2 separate regions of the Bombyx mori genome follow, and region 1 is linked to region 2. The links are chromatin contacts, called in public Hi-C maps. All regions are on one chromosome and are shown on one strand. Each heading gives the region's core, a stretch centred on a gene start, on an enhancer-like site or on the middle of the called end of the contact. The rest is flanking DNA. Distances are from core to core; before and after follow the strand shown. Region 1 overlaps LOC101737749 (basement membrane-specific heparan sulfate proteoglycan core protein). Region 2 overlaps LOC101737749 (basement membrane-specific heparan sulfate proteoglycan core protein).

What was found. Hi-C and Micro-C count contacts between places; a contact is called where the count stands out from the background.
Region 1: a contact with region 2 is called in a Hi-C map of middle silk gland, with 1.8 times the contacts expected there. The contact joins two enhancer-like sites. A contact is called at or near these places in 2 of 7 Hi-C or Micro-C datasets (middle silk gland and whole pupa).

The regions. Positions count from the first base shown.
Region 1 is chr1:17,245,910-17,248,643 of ASM3026992v2, reverse strand. The region is part of intron 10 of LOC101737749 (basement membrane-specific heparan sulfate proteoglycan core protein); the gene reads left to right. Among protein-coding and RNA genes, the nearest start is that of LOC134199518, 35 kb to the right of the region's middle. Within about 2 kb of position 1,408, at least 1 of the 8 cell types and tissues checked has open chromatin away from gene starts, as enhancers often do.
Region 2 is chr1:17,152,477-17,155,261 of ASM3026992v2, reverse strand. LOC101737749 (basement membrane-specific heparan sulfate proteoglycan core protein) reads left to right here. Exons shown (of 72, transcript XM_062670557.1): 28 at 250-458; 29 at 585-800; 30 at 1,280-1,549; 31 at 2,527-2,629. Among protein-coding and RNA genes, the nearest start is that of LOC134199514, 24 kb to the left of the region's middle. Within about 2 kb of position 1,376, at least 2 of the 8 cell types and tissues checked have open chromatin away from gene starts, as enhancers often do.

The sequences.
Region 1 (2,734 bases), core at 159-2,658, 93 kb before region 2:
CCATAGAATTGTTGGGAATACTTCAGACCTTGACCACAAGATGGCATTTGAGTTGTACATGTGGCCTCCTCGAGTCCCTTAACGCCATAATAATGAATTATCGCTATAGTTGCTTATGTGTGCTAATGAAAACTATATTAAACATTATGACAATTCGATTTGGTAGAATTATTTTATTCAATTTAACTTTTCGATATATCCAGAAAGAAATTACATGTGGTAGGATCTCTTGTGAGTCCGCGCGGGTGGCTAACACCACCCTGAATATTTCTGCCGTGAAGCAATAATGCATTTCGGTTTGAAGGGTGGGGCAGCCGTTGTAACTTACTTGAGACCTTAGAACTTATATCTCAAGGTGGGTGGCGCATTTACGTTGTGGATGTCTATGGGCTCCAGTAACCACTTAACACCAGGTGGGCTGTGAGTTCGTCCACCCATCTAAGCAATAAAAAAAAGTATTGTCTAGGTCTGAAAACAGACACCACTTGTGTTCGGGTGATGTTCTTAATGTTTTCACGGTAATCAGATATTAATTGTATTGACTAAACTAGGGTCCTGTTCTATTATTGGTATATGTAAATATTGGTTCATTTTATTTTGGAGATTGTTAAACTCTGTAGCCGATTGCCTGACTCAACTGAAACTCCTACGGCAGTCATTACCGCTTCAAAAGTTTTTTTAAATTTCTTTTTCATCATCGTACAGCTCGTGAGTAGGTAGTTTTGATTAAGCCGTCAGTTTTAAATAAAAAAAGACTTAGCGAGTATGAATGTGAATTATGTTTCTTCAATAGAAGTCAATTTTCACTTTCAGCAAAATTTCACACCCCGTTATATTTGAAGGCAGCTTTGTTATTTTGTTATGTTACTGTTGTTTCTTTAAAAAGAGCTAACGAAACTACAGATATATATTTTTTTAATTAGAACAGCTGATAAGTGAAACAATCGAATCTACGGCCTTTTAAAGTATTTGGATGCATTCAAGCTTGAGGTCTACGGTCTCCAAAACTTGGTTCTTGAGTTTCTCACTAAATCTTGTGCGATAAAAAAATCTAAAATTACATAGCTAAATTACTTTTCTGCATAAACAATATTAAAGCAATTCAATTAGTTTAAAGTTCGAAAACATTTTGGTAAATCAATATTAAACATGAACCAAAACCGGTAGTAATTTACTTACATTCACTCTTTAGATAAACATTAATGCATGCCGATACAATGAACGGAATATTGTACGATTATCGTTCATTATAAATACTGTGACTATGAATTCTAGAAAATTCTGACACATTCTTTTTTTGAATTTGTGTTTATAACAGATCAGTTAAACTAGATTAATCTGGATTCAAATTGTTCGTCACACTCAATTATCTAGCCCACTCTCCATTACACAGAGTTTATCTTCGCCTCCGAAACGAGATCCTTGCGTCCTTCTCGATCTAGCGCCCTCTCTTGTCAGTGATCAGAGAGCTAGCTTACACAGCGTTCTAAAAATATTTTCTTATTTTTATATGACGGTTTATTTATTAGTTGATACACTAAACTAATAAACGTAATATGCATACACACTGACGTACATAAATACTATACGAATATTTTACAATAAATATTAAAAAAATATTCGATAAAACAACACTACAACAATATGAATAACTCACATATTTTTTGAAAAAAATTTACTCATATGATTAGTAATTCCCTTCTTCGAGGAAGCGGCGCGCCACACATACCCTCTTATCGTGGCTGTCTCTAATTATATATTCGACCCAGGCGATGGGGCAACGTAAAGCCGCCGTCGCTTTAAACATGTCCTATCGAATCCTCCTAATCCAGTCTCGGTGCTTTTAGGCTCTCCAAGCATCGGTGGTCGTCAAAGAATTCGACGGGCAACCTAGCCCATAGAGGCAACCCACTGAGTTCTTTGCCGGATCTTCTCACTGAATCGCGATTCCGATTAGGTGGTAGATTCAGCGAAGTACTGCTCTTGCTAGCAATGTCTCTCAAGCTTAGCCCCGTGCGCTCACTTATGCATGGCTAGTTGGAATAGCACTTTAGGCTAATGATTAGGTAGGGTAAAAGGGTATTTATTTGTTCGCCACAGTCCATAAAATTTCGAAATCATGGTCAATTTAGAACTGTCGATAGGAATTTGAAGTGGTCTCGTGGGCGGACATATATAGTTCGAGTGGTGTAATCTTGTCATAACCAGGCGAATAGCTACCGACTTCGTGACGAGATAACGGTTCGTTCACCTGAGTACGTGGGAGAATTATATTAACCATGGACATCTCCCATGATTCACTGATAATATTAATAAACATAAATAAGAATAAATATTAAACTAAAATAATTGAAACGTTTCAAAAGACAGTAGTAGATCTTTAGATAAATACGCAAACATGATTTTTTGCTAATGAAACTATAAAAAAAAACGTTCATTTTCGACCATCCCCTTCTCTAAATTTAGTTCTAAAGCTCATTCAGAAAACGCCTTGTGCTTAATAAAGTTAACAAAGTGCTATAGTGGCGTGAATCCAATTTGTTATATGAAAATGAATATGTCTAATGCAGTACCATGCAGTGATAATAATCGCGCACTAAACATCGTTTACTTGTCAAACACATGAATAGCCACAAGATTGTTAATCATCTTGCATGATTCAATTTCGCTGCAGTCGAATAGTAAATTGTATCGCAATTGGGAAGAGGGGAATCTCGACAACTCAAATTTCCTC
Region 2 (2,785 bases), core at 127-2,626:
AGACACAGCCCACTGAGTTTCTCGCCGGATCTTCTCAGTGGGTCGCGTTTCCGATATCGTAGTATATTCTGGGAAGCACTGCTCTTGCTAGGGTCAGTGTTAGCAAAACTCCGGTTTGAGCCCCGTGAGCTCACCTACGAGTTAAGGTTAGGTAGGAAAAAAAATGAAGAAACAGACTTAAAAACATATTATTTAATGTCAACAAATACAGAAACCATACTCTTTGTAACAATTTTTTTCTTCTTCTAGAAATGCGCTGTTGGCTATACCCGTGATCAATCTGGGGAATGGTTGGGTACTTGCGTCCGCGAGACCTGCCCGCCAGGTACTTACGGAGACCCAAGTAGCGGATATGCCTGCAAGCCTTGCCCTTGCCCATTGACCAACAGGGAAAACAACTTCGCCTCCACTTGCGCACTGGGACCTGACGGCACTGTTCTCTGCAATTGCCGACCGGGGTAAGTTTTTGTAGATTCTCTAGACATAATCTCTATTTTTTTCTCTCTCTCTCTTTTATTTCTATTTCAATTCTCGGCCTGAATGATTGTTAGGCTTCATAAATTGTAAACAATAATAATTTACAGCTACGAAGGCAGCAACTGTAATATCTGTTCGTCTAACTACGAAGGAAATCCTCTCATGCCCGGAGACTCGTGTAAGCCTAAAGCTACCAAGAAATGCAACCCCGCCGGTACAAAGCAGGTTCGATTCCCTGACGAGTGTGCGTGCAAGGTCAACGTACAAGGACGTCATTGTGACCAGTGCAAGAACGATTCATTCTATTTGTCTGAAGACTTCAGGTAATTAATTCATCAAAGGATTTTTGCTACGAAAATTTCCTTTCACTTACTTATCAGATTTTTGTAAAGCGTAGTTTTCCATTAAACAAGCCGCAATCCCTATTATGTGGGAATAACGACTATTATAGCCATAAAGCTGAAATTTATATGGATATTTGAAGTGAAATTTGAGTTTTTTTTTTATTCCTTAGATGGGTATACGAGCTCACAGTCCACCTAATGTTAAGTGGTTACTGGAGCCCATAGACACCTACAACGTAAATGCGCCAACCACCTTGAGATATAAGTTCTAAGGTCTCGTTACAACGGCTGCCGCACCCTTCAAACCGAAACGCATTACTGCTTCACCGTAGAAATAGGCAGAGTGGTGGTACACACCCGCGCGGACTCACAAGAGGTCCTACCACCTGTAAAAAGTAAGTAAGTAATTTCACAACGGTCCAGTAAAGTAAGTTCTGAACGATATTTTAAATTTTTAGTCACGGATGCGCTCTCTGCTTCTGCATGGGCGTGACCCAGCAATGTACAAGCAGCAACCTAAGACGTACAACCACTGCCGTTCAATTCAACGTGCCCAACATTGTGAACCAAGTCAGGATTTACAACAGTTCAGCTGGTAGAGCACTCCAGGCTGTACGGTACAGTGTGCCGGTTGAAACTGAAATGAGACCTCGGATCTACAGCGGCAGTATAGATGTACCGATACCGGCAGTCCGGGACAACGTTTACTACTGGAGCTTACCAAACGGGTATTATTATAAGACCTTCTTTTAAAAATATAATACGCATGTATCCTCTAAGATGTTTGTTTAGGTTTCTTTGGCACCCTAAACATTAATGGCAATGTGCTATTCATTCTAAATTATAATTAATATGTCAGTCAGTTACTATTTTAATGATTATATTCCTATTGATCTGTCTATAGCTACACGAAATTATATCTACTCGTTTCCTTTCGAGTAATATCGAGTAATGTAATGTAACTTGTTTAATCAATCTACCGATCAGTATTACATAATGAATGAAAACAATTTATAGATAATTATTTATCAACATACCTAGAAAGTTTAAGGAATATCTCTTGACAGACGAGAAATAAGTACATAACTGTTTTGTCTTTGCCTATTTATATGTATTTTTACATACGTAGGTAAAAAAAGTGATCATTACTAGATTTTATGAATCCAAAGGACTGTTTCATTAAAATCTGACGGCACGCGTTCCATGACCCAAGAATGTGTTTGACGGTTTTTTTTTAAAGTAAAAACTTCTTTAGCAACTTTGTGATTATAAAGTCGATGAAACGAAAAAGCGACAGTAAAAAGAGATAGCCACATAAATTCATAAGATTTATTAACATGGGAGAAAATGAGATAGGAAGCATTATATAGTGTTATATTATTTATTCGTGGTTCTCTTTGTGCTCTGCTTCGAACCGTCTCGTTATATTATTTATTCGTGCTTAATATATTCAAAAAAAATCTATTTAATAGATACGAATGAAATGTAAAATAAATATCAAACTTTGTATCACTAAGATCATTACTAAAACCTCCAATTATCCTCTTCCCGAAATTTTACATTCGTCTCATTATCTTGAAGCTAAAATAGTTTAAGGTTTCACTTAAAAAAGTGTGAATTGCACACATGTATTTTTTTTATCGCATTAAATTGCCGTTTTGTCTAACATTTGACGTGTACCATGTATGTACGTAATTTATTTTAGTTTCACCGGTGACTTGGTGACGGCCTACGGTGGTTACTTGAGGTACACTTTGGATAACGTTCCGATATCACTAAACAGCGCTCCGGACGTACAGCTCATCAGTGTGAGTAATCATATAAATGTTAATACTGTATGCTCCCTATTATCTATGTACAGTGAACTTATAACGCAGATGTTCTATACTAGTGAATTTAACAAAACGTGAAATGTCCTTTCAAAATTGCGATTTGCTAGACAAAAAAAAAACGTAGGTACTCAT